Regions from separate parts of the Rattus norvegicus genome. Here region 1 is linked to region 2. A link is a contact called in public Hi-C data. All regions are on one chromosome and are shown on one strand. The core of a region is the stretch at or near the end of the contact, and the rest is flanking DNA. Distances in the headings are between cores, read along the strand shown. Region 1 holds the start of Zfp536 (zinc finger protein 536). Region 2 overlaps Zfp536 (zinc finger protein 536).

Evidence for each region. Hi-C and Micro-C count contacts between places; a contact is called where the count stands out from the background.
Region 1: a Hi-C map of Schwann cells shows a contact between it and region 2, with 8 times the contacts expected there. The contact joins the promoter of Zfp536 here to the enhancer-like site in region 2. A contact is called at or near these places in 9 of 12 Hi-C or Micro-C datasets (Schwann cells, frontal cortex, kidney and 4 more) and 1 of 1 datasets of contacts at active chromatin or transcription factors (oligodendrocytes).

Annotation. Positions count from the first base shown.
Region 1 is chr1:99,597,596-99,600,295 of GRCr8, reverse strand. Zfp536 (zinc finger protein 536) reads left to right here and starts at 1,253. Exons shown (of 7, transcript NM_001427135.1): 1 at 1,253-1,447.
Region 2 is chr1:99,195,360-99,198,059 of GRCr8, reverse strand. The region is part of intron 6 of Zfp536 (zinc finger protein 536); the gene reads left to right. Among named protein-coding and RNA genes, the nearest start is that of Zfp536, 400 kb to the left of the region's middle. Within about 2 kb of position 1,304, at least 2 of the 93 cell types and tissues checked have an H3K27ac peak or open chromatin away from gene starts, as enhancers often do. A contact at or near this core is called in Schwann cells, where this site is marked.

The DNA.
Region 1 (2,700 bases), core at 4-2,503, 400 kb before region 2:
CACCAGCTTTTGTCAACTCTAGGACAGAGCATTCGTAATTGCATTATTCGGCTTCCCCCCCATCTTTCCCCGCTTCCTCGGCACCACTGAAACCCCCACTTTGTTACCTCGGCTTGTATTATTTACCCAAACGTTCGCCTGGAGGACCAGCCTTGCAAAGTTGCCTTTAAAAAAGTTATTTTGTTTCGTAATTAAGTCTCGGAGCCCACCGCGATGATTATTCTGGACCCATAAGGCAGAGAACCTGCATGACGTTTTTCTCGAAGTTTAATTACCGTATGCTAATTTCCTTGCCTACTACGTGATTAATTAAAATCATATTTTCATAATCATTTGGCACTAGTATTGTTTTAGAATTATCATGATCTCCTAAATAGTGTCTGTAAATAAAGTCGCCTCTAATGGCAGGCGCGGGAGGCGAGGCTGAGGACCTCTCGGTGTTTGTATCGCGGCGATTGGCAACATAACGGCCTTATTTACATTAAATACGCCACAAGGTTACAGCGCGGATCAACGTCATTTGATCGCTGATGACTCCCTTAAACGCCCGGGCTGTGACTGATTCTCCACGTCCCGCTGTCCACCGAGATTCACCCGGGAGTTTTTTTTTCACCCCAGAAAAGAAACAGACTTTAAATAGTTTGAGGAGCAGGTAAGAATTACGCGTTTTCCTCTCTCCCTTTCCGCGTCTCTCTCTCTCCCTCTCTCTCTCTCTCTCTCTCTCTCTCTCTCTCTCCTCTCTTTCCGTGGCAATCGCTCTCTGCCTCTCGGCTGGATAAAAAATTCTTTAGTTAAAGGCAGGAATGCAAAGTAGTGACAAGCGAAGGGGCTGATGTATGTCTCCGTAACGAGTCTGACAATCAGAATGTAGCTCTTGGAGAATAGATAGATTTTAATAAGTGTGTTTACATGAGCTCAAGGTCAGAAGCAAGCTGCGCTGTGTTAAATGGTTTCTTAGTTGCTAGACAGAGAGAAAAAATGGACGACCACACACCATTCTTTGTAGATTATTATATCAAGGGTTCAGTCTCCGGCTCATCAAAGCTAAATGCTGAAAGACCTATCTAGTTGCTGTGAATTACGCCAGGGCGACAATGGAGATCCTTTTTAATGGTACAATGCATTTCACCTACCAGATAGGGGGAGGCCGAGCAGGGGATGGGATGTCTGCTGGGGTTGGATGATGAGTATCAATGAACGGGGCGATTCTGAAATGAGGTTGATGAAAAGCGAGCCTGCCCTGCTCAGGCTAGGCTGAGAGCAGTTGGCCGGGCTCTGGCGAGTGGGCGACTGAGGCGCGCGAGCTGGGCGCCCGTCCCCCCTCAGCCCCGGAAAATGATCAAGTCAATCATGTGGACATGTTTCATTATTCATTGAACACAATCTTTTACAACGCTCGGTTTACGTGCCCGAGTTTGCTCCCGACGCCCGCGTTTAATGTTTTAAGGTAAGGCAAACAAAGGTGGTGGGGAGGCCGGGGTTGGGGGTGGGGGCGGCGGAGTGGAGGGGCGCGCGGGTGCCAGGTGGTGGTGGGGGCGGCCCTGATCTCTGGGAGGTGGCAAAGTGAGTTTGGACACTTGGCGTGGTTCTCTACCCCCCTTTTCCCCTCCCCCTCCCCCCACCAGGCGAGGCCTGTAACCCGGTTGCTTCTCACCCCATCGCGATTAAAAAATATGGTCTAATTAAATATCCGTGGCTGTGACGTTGGAGAGAGAAGCTGTCAGCGGGGGTTAAGAGGAAAGGGGGGGGGTATGTGGAAAAAAGAAAAAAAAAACAGGAGGAGGAAAACCGAGTAGAGGCGGCCACCCGGCATCGAATGGCGCTGGAGAACTTCGGCGGAGAGCGGGACCCGCGCCCCGGCCGCCGCCTCCCCACCGCAGCCGCAGTCCCGGGACCGTTACTTTGAAAGGGAGTCCCGAGGGCCGAGCGCTCAGAGCCCCAGTGGGATCCGGCGTCCACACGGCCTGGCCCGCGCCTCCCTCCTGCGCTCCCGGCCTCTGCTCGCAGCCGGGAAACTTTCCGTAGGGTCGGGGGCCGGGGGAGCCAAGAGAGAGGGGAGGCTGCGCGGCGGAAACTTCTCCAGCGACTTTACCCGTTTGCTCCAGTGCCGGGGCTGGGGGGGGGGGGCGGTCCCCGGCTACCTTCGCCTCCCCCGCCCCGCCATCGTGCGTGGTGCGATCTGCACTACCTGGGAATCAGGGGGTAATTGGCAATTATTTTATTTTTAAAAATCAAAGTTAGCTGATGCTTACGGGGTGCCTAACTTGCGGTTGTAGAGAGCGGCCAAGACCTGCCATTTTGTGTTTGCATCGGCTTCCTGCGTCCTAAGAGCCGGGCAAGGCCCTGCGAGGTGCCTGGGGGGCGATCCCGGGACCCCGAGACCTTAGAGGCACCGGCACACGTGTGCGCCGCCCTCAGCACCTGCCCCAGTCCGGCCCAGGTCCCGGGGGCCCGCGGGGGCCTGAGACACAGAAATAAATAAATAAGTAACAGGTTATGGAGGGAAATGAGCCGGCCAGTCCCGAGCTGGAAACGCGAGGCCAATCAGAGTGGAGGAGTGCGGCGGAGTGTGTGTGAGGGGGGTGGCGGGGGAGTGGGGTAGCATCCAGGAGAGGGGGCCACTGGGGGGTGGTCCTGGGAAAAGCAAGATTTTTTTTTTTTTTTTGCGGGCGCGGGGAGGGGGGGGGGTCTCATCCTCAG
Region 2 (2,700 bases), core at 55-2,554:
GTTTGTGTCTATCTTTCTGTCCTTCTCTATGTCTTTCTCTGTCTCTGCCTCTGTGTATGTTTCTGTATGTCTGTCTCTGTGTCTCTGTTCCTCTATTTCTGTGTGTGTGCATCTGTCTTTCTGTCTCTGCTTGTCTCTGTCTTTCTGTCTGTCTCTTTGTGTGTCTCTGTGTGTGTGTGTGTCTGTCTCTGTGTGTGTTGTGTTGTGTGTGTGTCTTTCTCTGTGTGTCTGTCTCTCTTTCTCTGTCTCCCCGTTCTGTTTGTCTATCTTTCTGTCCTTCTCTGTCTCTGCCTCTGTGTATGTTTCTGTATGTCTGTCTCTGTGTCTCTGTGTCTCCATCTCTCTATTTCTGTGTGTGTGCATCTGTCTTTCTGTCTCTGCTTGTCTCTGTCTTTCTGTGTGTCTGTCTGTCTTTCTGTGTGAGTCTGTCTGTCTCTCTTTCTCTCTGTCTCCCTCTTCTGTATTCTCTGTCCTTCTCTATGTCTTTTTCTGTCTCTGCCTCTGTATATGTGTCTGTATGTCTGCCCCTGTCTCTGTCTCTGTCTCTGTCTGTCTCTGTCTCTCTCTCTCTGCATCTTCCTTTTTGTCTCTGCTTGTCTCTGTCTTTCTGTCTGTCTCTGTGTGTGTCTGTCTCTGTGTGTGTGTCTGTTTCTCTTTGTCTTTGTCTCTGTCTTCCCCTCTGTGTTTGTGTCTATCTTTCTGTCCCTCTCTATGTCTTTCTCTGTCTCTGTCTCTTTGTATGTGTCTGTATGTCTGTCTCTGTGTCTCTGTCTCTGTCTTTCTTTATCTCTCTGTCTTTCTCTGTGTCTCTCTCTAGGATCTCAGTTCATAGCCCAGGCTAGCCTCCACTTCTCAGTCTTCCTGCCCCTGCTTCTCTACTGCTGAGGTTATAGCTGTGTGCCACCAGGTTGAGAACTTCATTAGGTTGTAGAAAAGCGTGCTTCACACACACAAGACTCTTGAGTTTAGTAGCTAGCACAGGAAAAAATGAAAGCACCATAAACTCGGTTTCTAGGACTGTTTTGCTAAGTCCCTGGTTCAGGAACTGGTATTTCCTTGCCCCCACAGGTTCATAGCAGTTAATCCAGTGCCAAGAGTGCTGACCCTCAGCTGTTCCAGGGGAGGTGGGAGGTCCTGAGGCTTCCTTGACAACCAGCAGGAGAAGAATCTGGCTCCCATTATGGGTCGTAGGGAGTTGTAACGTTTCCCACGAGCTCCTCTGGAAGTCTTTCATCTGAGGTCAGCTCTAACCTGGACAGTTTCCTTCGCTTTCATCCCTGTGCTGTGTCTCTGACCTGCTCCTGTGTCTAACTCTGTGTTTCTGCTCTCCCGAGGCTCCCTCGTTTTCAGGTAGCATTGTGGGCTCAGCCCCAGGTGGAATCTGCTTCCTTTCTGGCCTCCATTCCCTGGACTCAGATAAAGGGCCACCCCTGAGAAAGCTGCCAGCCACTGCCTTCAGAGTCTGGGAGCAGCAGGCATTCCCGTGAAGAGCTTGGGCTGCAGGAACAGCTTTTGAGGCTGACCTGAGGTCCCGAGAAACCTTCTTTAGATGCTCTTCTCTCTTCCCCTCCGTAACCTCATTTCCTCTTTCAGCACGCACAGTGTAGACAGATCTTTGCGCCAAAGCACTGCTCTCCAGTCGTAACTTCTATGCCAAGTTTAAAAGTGAGATCCTTCCTAGAAACCCACAGGCGTGCTCGACCTACATAACACCAAAGGGCTGGGGTGGTGGCCTGGGAACAGAAGGTGCCAGGTTCTTTCCCCCCAGCAAGAGCTGCTGGCCTCATGCAGGAATCCAATTGCAGAAGCGACATCAGCCAACAAAAATTTCAAGAAAGTATGACTCATAATTAGTCCTTTTGACATTGTTTCACATCAAAAGATGCACAGTCTGTGTTCTGTGTCCCTCATCCCGAACATGGAAACTGCTGGAGTTTGCACGCACAGAGGGATTTGAAATTTTAAAAGCTGAATAGAGGCTATACACACACACACACACACACACACACACACACACACACACACACAGACGCACACACACAGAGGAATACACATGCATACACACACATAACACACACACCACACACACAGGCACACACACTCCAGTTGGTTTCTTAAAAGTGGATTTAATTAGGTCAGAGAGTCTGTTACTTTGTGTGTGTGTGGGGGGGGGCAGCAACGATCATTTAAACCATATTTTCAAGTTACCATGTTGTGATCTGCTAGACGGTGGTGCTACACAGATTCACAAACGAGAAGTGAGAGCCAAGCAATCTCTCAGAGCCCGAGAGCTTCTTTCTCTCAACTACTGGTTCTCAATGAAAAGAGGCCACTGTCCCTTGCCTCAGAGTTATGGGGTGACACGGCTGGGGCATGTCATACTGACATTTACTAAGATTCCTGAGACCCAGATCCACAGTGAGGTCCCCACCCTTGCCATTGAGCTACCAGCAGCTGTTCCAGACGTGGAGGGTTGGCCCCAGTCAGCCCCAGTGCCATTTCAGTAGCGATTTATAGATGGATGCTGTGAGCAGGGCGGGGTGTGGGGGCTAGGGGGAACCAATGTCACAGGTGCTTCATAATAACGACTGGAACATTTACAGAGTCGGACATTCTGTCATTTAATAAACCCAAAACGAAAAAGCTTTTGTCTGCGAAAGGTGACCAATAGAAAGAGAGTTTGGATTATATGATATCTCA